Linked DNA regions of Hordeum vulgare: region 2 is linked to region 1. A link is a contact called in public Hi-C data. All regions are on one chromosome and are shown on one strand. Each heading gives the region's core, a stretch centred on a gene start, on an enhancer-like site or on the middle of the called end of the contact. The rest is flanking DNA. Distances are from core to core; before and after follow the strand shown. Region 1 holds the start of LOC123448167 (DDT domain-containing protein PTM-like). Region 2 has its middle 190 kb from the start of LOC123448167.

Region 1 (2,843 bases), core at 153-2,652:
CCAGAATCACACCCAGTCTGCTGCAATGCATCAGGCCTGGCAGGCATCTTGCACGGATCAACCCTCTGTCTAGTACGCCATGCCGCTTTGGTCTCCATGGCACTCCCTGGTGAAACCAGCAAGTCCAGCTTCCTCTTCCTGCAGCTCATCTTCATACCAGATGCGCTACTCTTCTCATCCATAAGTAACTCTCTGAGCTGATGAAGCAATAACTCCTCGCCCTGTCCATCCTCAAACACCACATTGTACACGCCAATGCTGCCATCATAGGATGCAACCTTTCCAAGGCAAATACGTCCATCATCTGAAACGCTCCTGCTTATGTAGCAGCCCACCAAGCATTCACCCTCCTCATCCTTCTTCACCGGGCAGCCACCATCAGATGTTTTGGGATGTTGGTCCACTACTCTGCTGTCAGCTTCCCCCATCCTCGCCTCACCTGGCACAGCCCCCACGGTGTGATCTTGCTGGGGAGCCCTGCCCTCGTCCACCACCATCTTGGTTTTGCCCATCCCAGATGCAGCCACGTCTTGCTGCTTCTCCAGAACGCCACACTCATTCACCTCCGTTGTGGACTCGGTTGCTGCATGGTGCTCTGTGTCCTCTCTACTAGGACAGGATGCCTCATCCACATCCATGTTCGCCTCGCTCACAGCAGGCGCCATCCCGTCCTGCTGCTTGTCCAGGACGCCATCCTCATTGCCCTCGCTCGGAAAGGACGCCCCGTCCACATCCATGTTGGCATCCCTCACGGGCGGCGCCGCCCCGTCCTGCTGCTTGTCCAGGACGCCACTCTCATTGCCCTCTGTCGCCAAGGGTGCCGCATCCACGTCCATGTTGGCCTCGCTCAGCGCGGGCGCCGCCCCATCCTGCCGCCTGTCCAGGACGCCACCCTCATTGCCCTCACCCAACAATAGCGCCGCCGCTGGGTGGGTTTCTGCTTCTCCCGCCGCCACCGACACGCCAACTTGCGCGATCTCCACTCCGATCCCCTCAATCGCGTCGTCGGCGGGAGGAGGAGGGGCGGCGCCGAGCATCCGATGAGAAACCTCCGCCACAGGGTCCATCCGTGCACACGCCGTGCGCGGTCGAAAAACCCTAGCGGCGGCGGCTACAGAAGCATCGTAATACGCACCGCGATGTGAAGACACCACCTCCCGGCCGAGACCCCGACGGAAGCGAGCGCTCGTGGCGGCGCAGAGCAGATGCGGAGCGCTTGGGGTGGCGCGCCTTCAGGAGGAACAGTTATGGCGAATCTGCGGAGTCGGGCTGGCGTCGGCGGCCGAGAGAGGAGGATGAGTGGAAACCGGAGTCTGATCGGTGGATCGGTCTCGCAACCCTACAGGCTATGCCTATTGGGTGGCGGCGGCGGCGGCGGCGGCGGGATGGAGGACGAGAGAGGGAGGGTGGAGACGGGGGGGGGGGGGGGCACGAGCGAGCACAAAAGGGGAGGGAGCGGAAAACGAGCCGCACCCGGGCTCGCCCGCGTCACCCCACCCGGCCCAGAGTCGGTTGCGAGTCAAGGTGTCCAGTTGCGGAACTGACCGACCGACCGACCCAGTGGGGACACAGTTCGTCCTAGTACGTGTCCCGGCTGGGCTTAACTGGCTTGGCGGGACCAGGCCGTGGTCGGGCGTGCGTCGCCTGCAGCAGCACGTCACGGAGTGCGACGACGTGTGGTCGGCGGCGGGGAGCAGGATGGAGGGAGGCGTTGCTGCTTTTTCAAATTCAAAACGATGGAGGGAGTGGCCAGCAGCGAGTGAGTAGTGACACGCCTGGCCTGCTTGCTTTTGCGCCAACGAAGTGTCGGCTTCGCGGGGCTTTCTTTTCAAAAACTCATCAATTCATCAAACATCGTATGTACACCTAATAAAAAAAAGAGTCAATCACATATGGGTACATAAACTTTCGACGTGCTAACGGATTCGTACATAAACAAAAAAAACAAAAAAGTGATACAGTTACTTTGATGCGGTAACATTTGGGCATAAAAGTGTCCGAAACGCGCCGTGGCGGCAGCCACGTCGGAAGGAGGCACGCGTCGGCTGTTGCTTCGGCTCGGCTGAGCATTTTTCATAAACCCCCCTGAATGGTGAGCATTTTTCATAGACCCCGCCTGATATAACTGCCCCAGCTGCCAAGAAACCCTCCCTAACCCTTCTTCTTATGTCTCAAGCACACCGCTGCCTTCGACACGACTACGGTTCTCCGTCGACGGCATTGGCGTTGGCACCGTCGATCGACGCGGCATGGAGCCACTCCTCCGGGAACCGGGGCTGTTCCCTCCAGAGTACGGTATGAGCCCTCCCTCCCCCTTTCTCGTCGCGGCACACCCCTATTTCTGTCTGTGATGGGATGGATTTTAGGTCGCAAAGGTTGGTGTTTTCCGTGGTAGATTAGTTGTGCAGGATGGATTATTGTTGTAGGAGGTTGAAGGAAGGACGAATTTTGGCTTTACAGGGTGGTGATCATGATCAAGGGTTGACGGTTGCTTTAGGGTTAAATTAGTGGGGTGTTGATTATTGTTGCTGATCCAAGTGTGTAGAATGAGTTATGTTATGAATTTCCTTCTGTTTGACAACAATCGGCCAACTAATTTGCAGTTTTTACCTGACCCCTTGTTTCTATCTGAACATGTTGGAAGATTATCCTCTGTGGCTCGAAGAGGAGCTCAAGGAGGGAGAAGAGTGAAAGATTATCCTTTGTGGCAGCTAATGTTTGGACATGATGGAGCAATCCAAAACTTGAATGAAGAGATTCCACTGACCCAGAATGCCCCTAGGACTCCAGATAATTAGGTCATCACTGATATGTTCAATTAGTTCATCACTGAACTCCAAAAA
Region 2 (2,843 bases), core at 216-2,715, 190 kb before region 1:
ACCGCACTGCATCTGGTGGCAGGTGCATTGCATGATTTCTGTTTTTTTCACTCTATTTTTTGCGACATGAACATCTACGAAGTAAACTGCATCACATAGAAAACCGCATTGCAAGGTCAACACAAAGAACTGCATTTTTATCAACATTTAGCTAATGTTTTCTTTGATAATTTCACTTCAACTGCCAGGACAAGTATAATAAACCGCACGAAACGGCTAATTGCACTGCAAACTTTGACACATGGACAAATAAAAAAGAAATGCACCATACCATAAAGAAAGTCGATATCTTTTTGGCATAACTAAGTCTACTACAAGTCATCCCCGAAATTACAAACTGCATATATGGTCGAAGTGAACTCCAACGAAAATATCGGCGTACCGCACGCAGAAGCGAAATGCGCTGCAACCACAACACATGAATAATACATCTCAACTCTGCAAAAAAATGTCTTTTGTGCACATAAACATACAAAAACATGAACTAGACCGCAAAAGCCAACTGCTGAAATGCAAAATGAGTTGTCGACCTGTTGGCGAACTACACCAAGCGAGATGCCGCACCGCGTGCGTGCAGAAACTGAGCTGCATGGCGAGAAGCTGATGCACTTCAATGCCATATCATGATGTCGGCGTCTTCATCCTCGGGCCTTCGTCATCATCGCACACAGGCTGGGAAAGATGTGATGGTGGATCTCACCATATCCATGGCAGGGTGGGCGTGGAGTGGCCGAGGCCTCCCGGATCTGATGCCGGGGCGGCGAGGATGCTCTGATACAGTCGCCAGCGCGGTGGAGGAAGAATTCGGACGGGGGTGAGGCTGCACCGGCAGACTATTGGGCGGAGCCTCGGGGGAGAGGAGGAAGGGGAGCTCGCGGCATGCTCCTCCTCTGGACGCCCCCTGAGTTCAGTGGATCGAGTGGCTTGCTCCTACCCGTCGACCTCAGAAAAATGGCCATGGCCCGACGCGGGGAAGAGCTCCGGCGTCCAAGCTCGCCTTCAGCCTGTGTTAGAGAACAATAAGGGGATCCGGCAGTGAGGAGGCTCGGATCCAACAAGGGGGTGGATGGATTCAATCGATGCCGACGACGGCGGTGGATCCAGTCTTTATATCCGGGGCGAAGAAGGTGGGGAGGTGGGGCGATGTTGTGGTGGTCGGAGGTGACGTGCCATTGGGCCTTGTCCCATGCATCCTGTAGGAGCTTGGGGCGTCACTGGAGGTCGCGGCGTTTGCATCCACTTGCGAGGGACTGTGGCCGCGTCGGAACGGCGTATAGGAGGTTGGGGCGGCGCGGGAGGGGGCGGGATGCGTGGACGGCGGGCAAGGGCGCGATGGACGGCGGTAGGGTCGCGCCGTGCATGTGGGAAGGTGGTAGGAGTTGGTGTTGCCATAGGTGGTGGCGCGGTGGGAGGAGGCGGCGTGGGGAGAAGGTGGTGGTAGATTGGGGAGAGCTTGTGCGACGTTGTGGGGAGGTAGTGGGAGAGAGACGATAAGGTGGGGTGGCGACATGTGGGCTCAGTGGGGCGGCGGGTCGGGTTGGTGCACCGCGCGTGGAGAAGGTGGGGGTGGGACGGCAGCCTAGAGTGGTGCGCCGTGCCGGAGGAAGTTGGAAGTTGAAGGTGGTGTTTTTTCGAGCTAATGCAGTTTTTTCGGGCCGCCGTGTGGTACAAGATGGTGTTAGTAGAATAAGGATGTTAAGGGTGTTTGTAGAATAGACCCACCATATATATAGGAAAAATACATTCTATCATCCGGGGTAGTTATCTCACATGTTTAATATACTACCATACGGGAGTATATATACTAATTTATTATTTTAATTATGTTTATATATTGTATACAAGATTTTTTAAAGTGAGTTACATGAAAAAATTACAAGTTGATCCATAGTTTTTATTATATTTGTGAAATACATATATATATTTGTATGTAAAAAAGAGCATACACAAAATATGATACGTATTACAAAAAAACAATATATATACTACCTAAACATGATTATATACTACATACTACGCATACATACTCTCCAATTTGATACATACTTCATACAACATACAAAACGCAAGTGGTGGTAACTACCACTGATGGTAGAATATTAATAATAAATCTAAACTATATTAAGTTATAAATTCAGGTTTTAATGTTGATATACGTGATTACGTATACGAGTAAATACAAACTTATTTATTTATTTTATATTATTTTTAATACGAAGTGTTTTTAAATTATTTCGCTTATATTGCAGGATCTTTGAGGGGCCGTCGAGGCCAACAAGACGACTGAGGTGTATGCAGTGGTGTAATATCCTACTCAGTACTCACCATATTTATCATTATGTTGTTTCAGATGTAGCTAAGTTCGTTCACTTGATGTTTTAGTTGCAAATTTATGGAGTAAATTCCTATCATCTTCCCAGGCAGTTTCACCCAAAGGGAACACTTCTCTACGGCCATAAGGTTCTCATTCAAATGCCATAAAAGGCTACACAGAGAACTACCGGCAGAGTTTTCTCCTATAGGATCCCTAGCATAAGAACTCGTTCCATAAATTCAAAAATAAAATACCAAGTGAAAACACGAAACTACATCATTTCCCCAACATAATTTACATATGGTTTTCCCTTTCGAGAACCCCTGAAGGGTTTACACAAGGGTAAAGAAATTACCTTCTAACTACCTTCGCGAGCTTACAAATGCTCTAAATATTGTAGCTCTTTATTACACGATGAGGAAGTACTACTACTACTACTACTTGAGCAAAGAGCTTGCTAGCTGAGTTGCAACTCTGTGCTCTATCTGTGGCTGGTTCTTCTCCGTCTGGTGTCTCTCTTCGCAGCAAG

The links. Hi-C and Micro-C count contacts between places; a contact is called where the count stands out from the background.
Region 2: a Hi-C map of seedling shows a contact between it and region 1, with 2.2 times the contacts expected there. The contact joins the enhancer-like site here to the promoter of LOC123448167 in region 1. A contact is called at or near these places in 2 of 6 Hi-C or Micro-C datasets (leaf and seedling) and 1 of 1 datasets of contacts at active chromatin or transcription factors (embryo).

What each region holds. Positions count from the first base shown.
Region 1 is chr4H:138,729,560-138,732,402 of MorexV3_pseudomolecules_assembly, reverse strand. It overlaps LOC123448167 (DDT domain-containing protein PTM-like), which reads right to left and starts at 1,402. Exons shown (of 10, transcript XM_045124968.1): 1 at 1-1,402. The coding sequence starts at 1,067.
Region 2 is chr4H:138,919,288-138,922,130 of MorexV3_pseudomolecules_assembly, reverse strand. No RefSeq gene overlaps it. Among protein-coding and RNA genes, the nearest start is that of LOC123448167, 190 kb to the right of the region's middle. Within about 2 kb of position 1,465, at least 3 of the 3 cell types and tissues checked have open chromatin away from gene starts, as enhancers often do. A contact at or near this core is called in leaf and seedling, where this site is marked.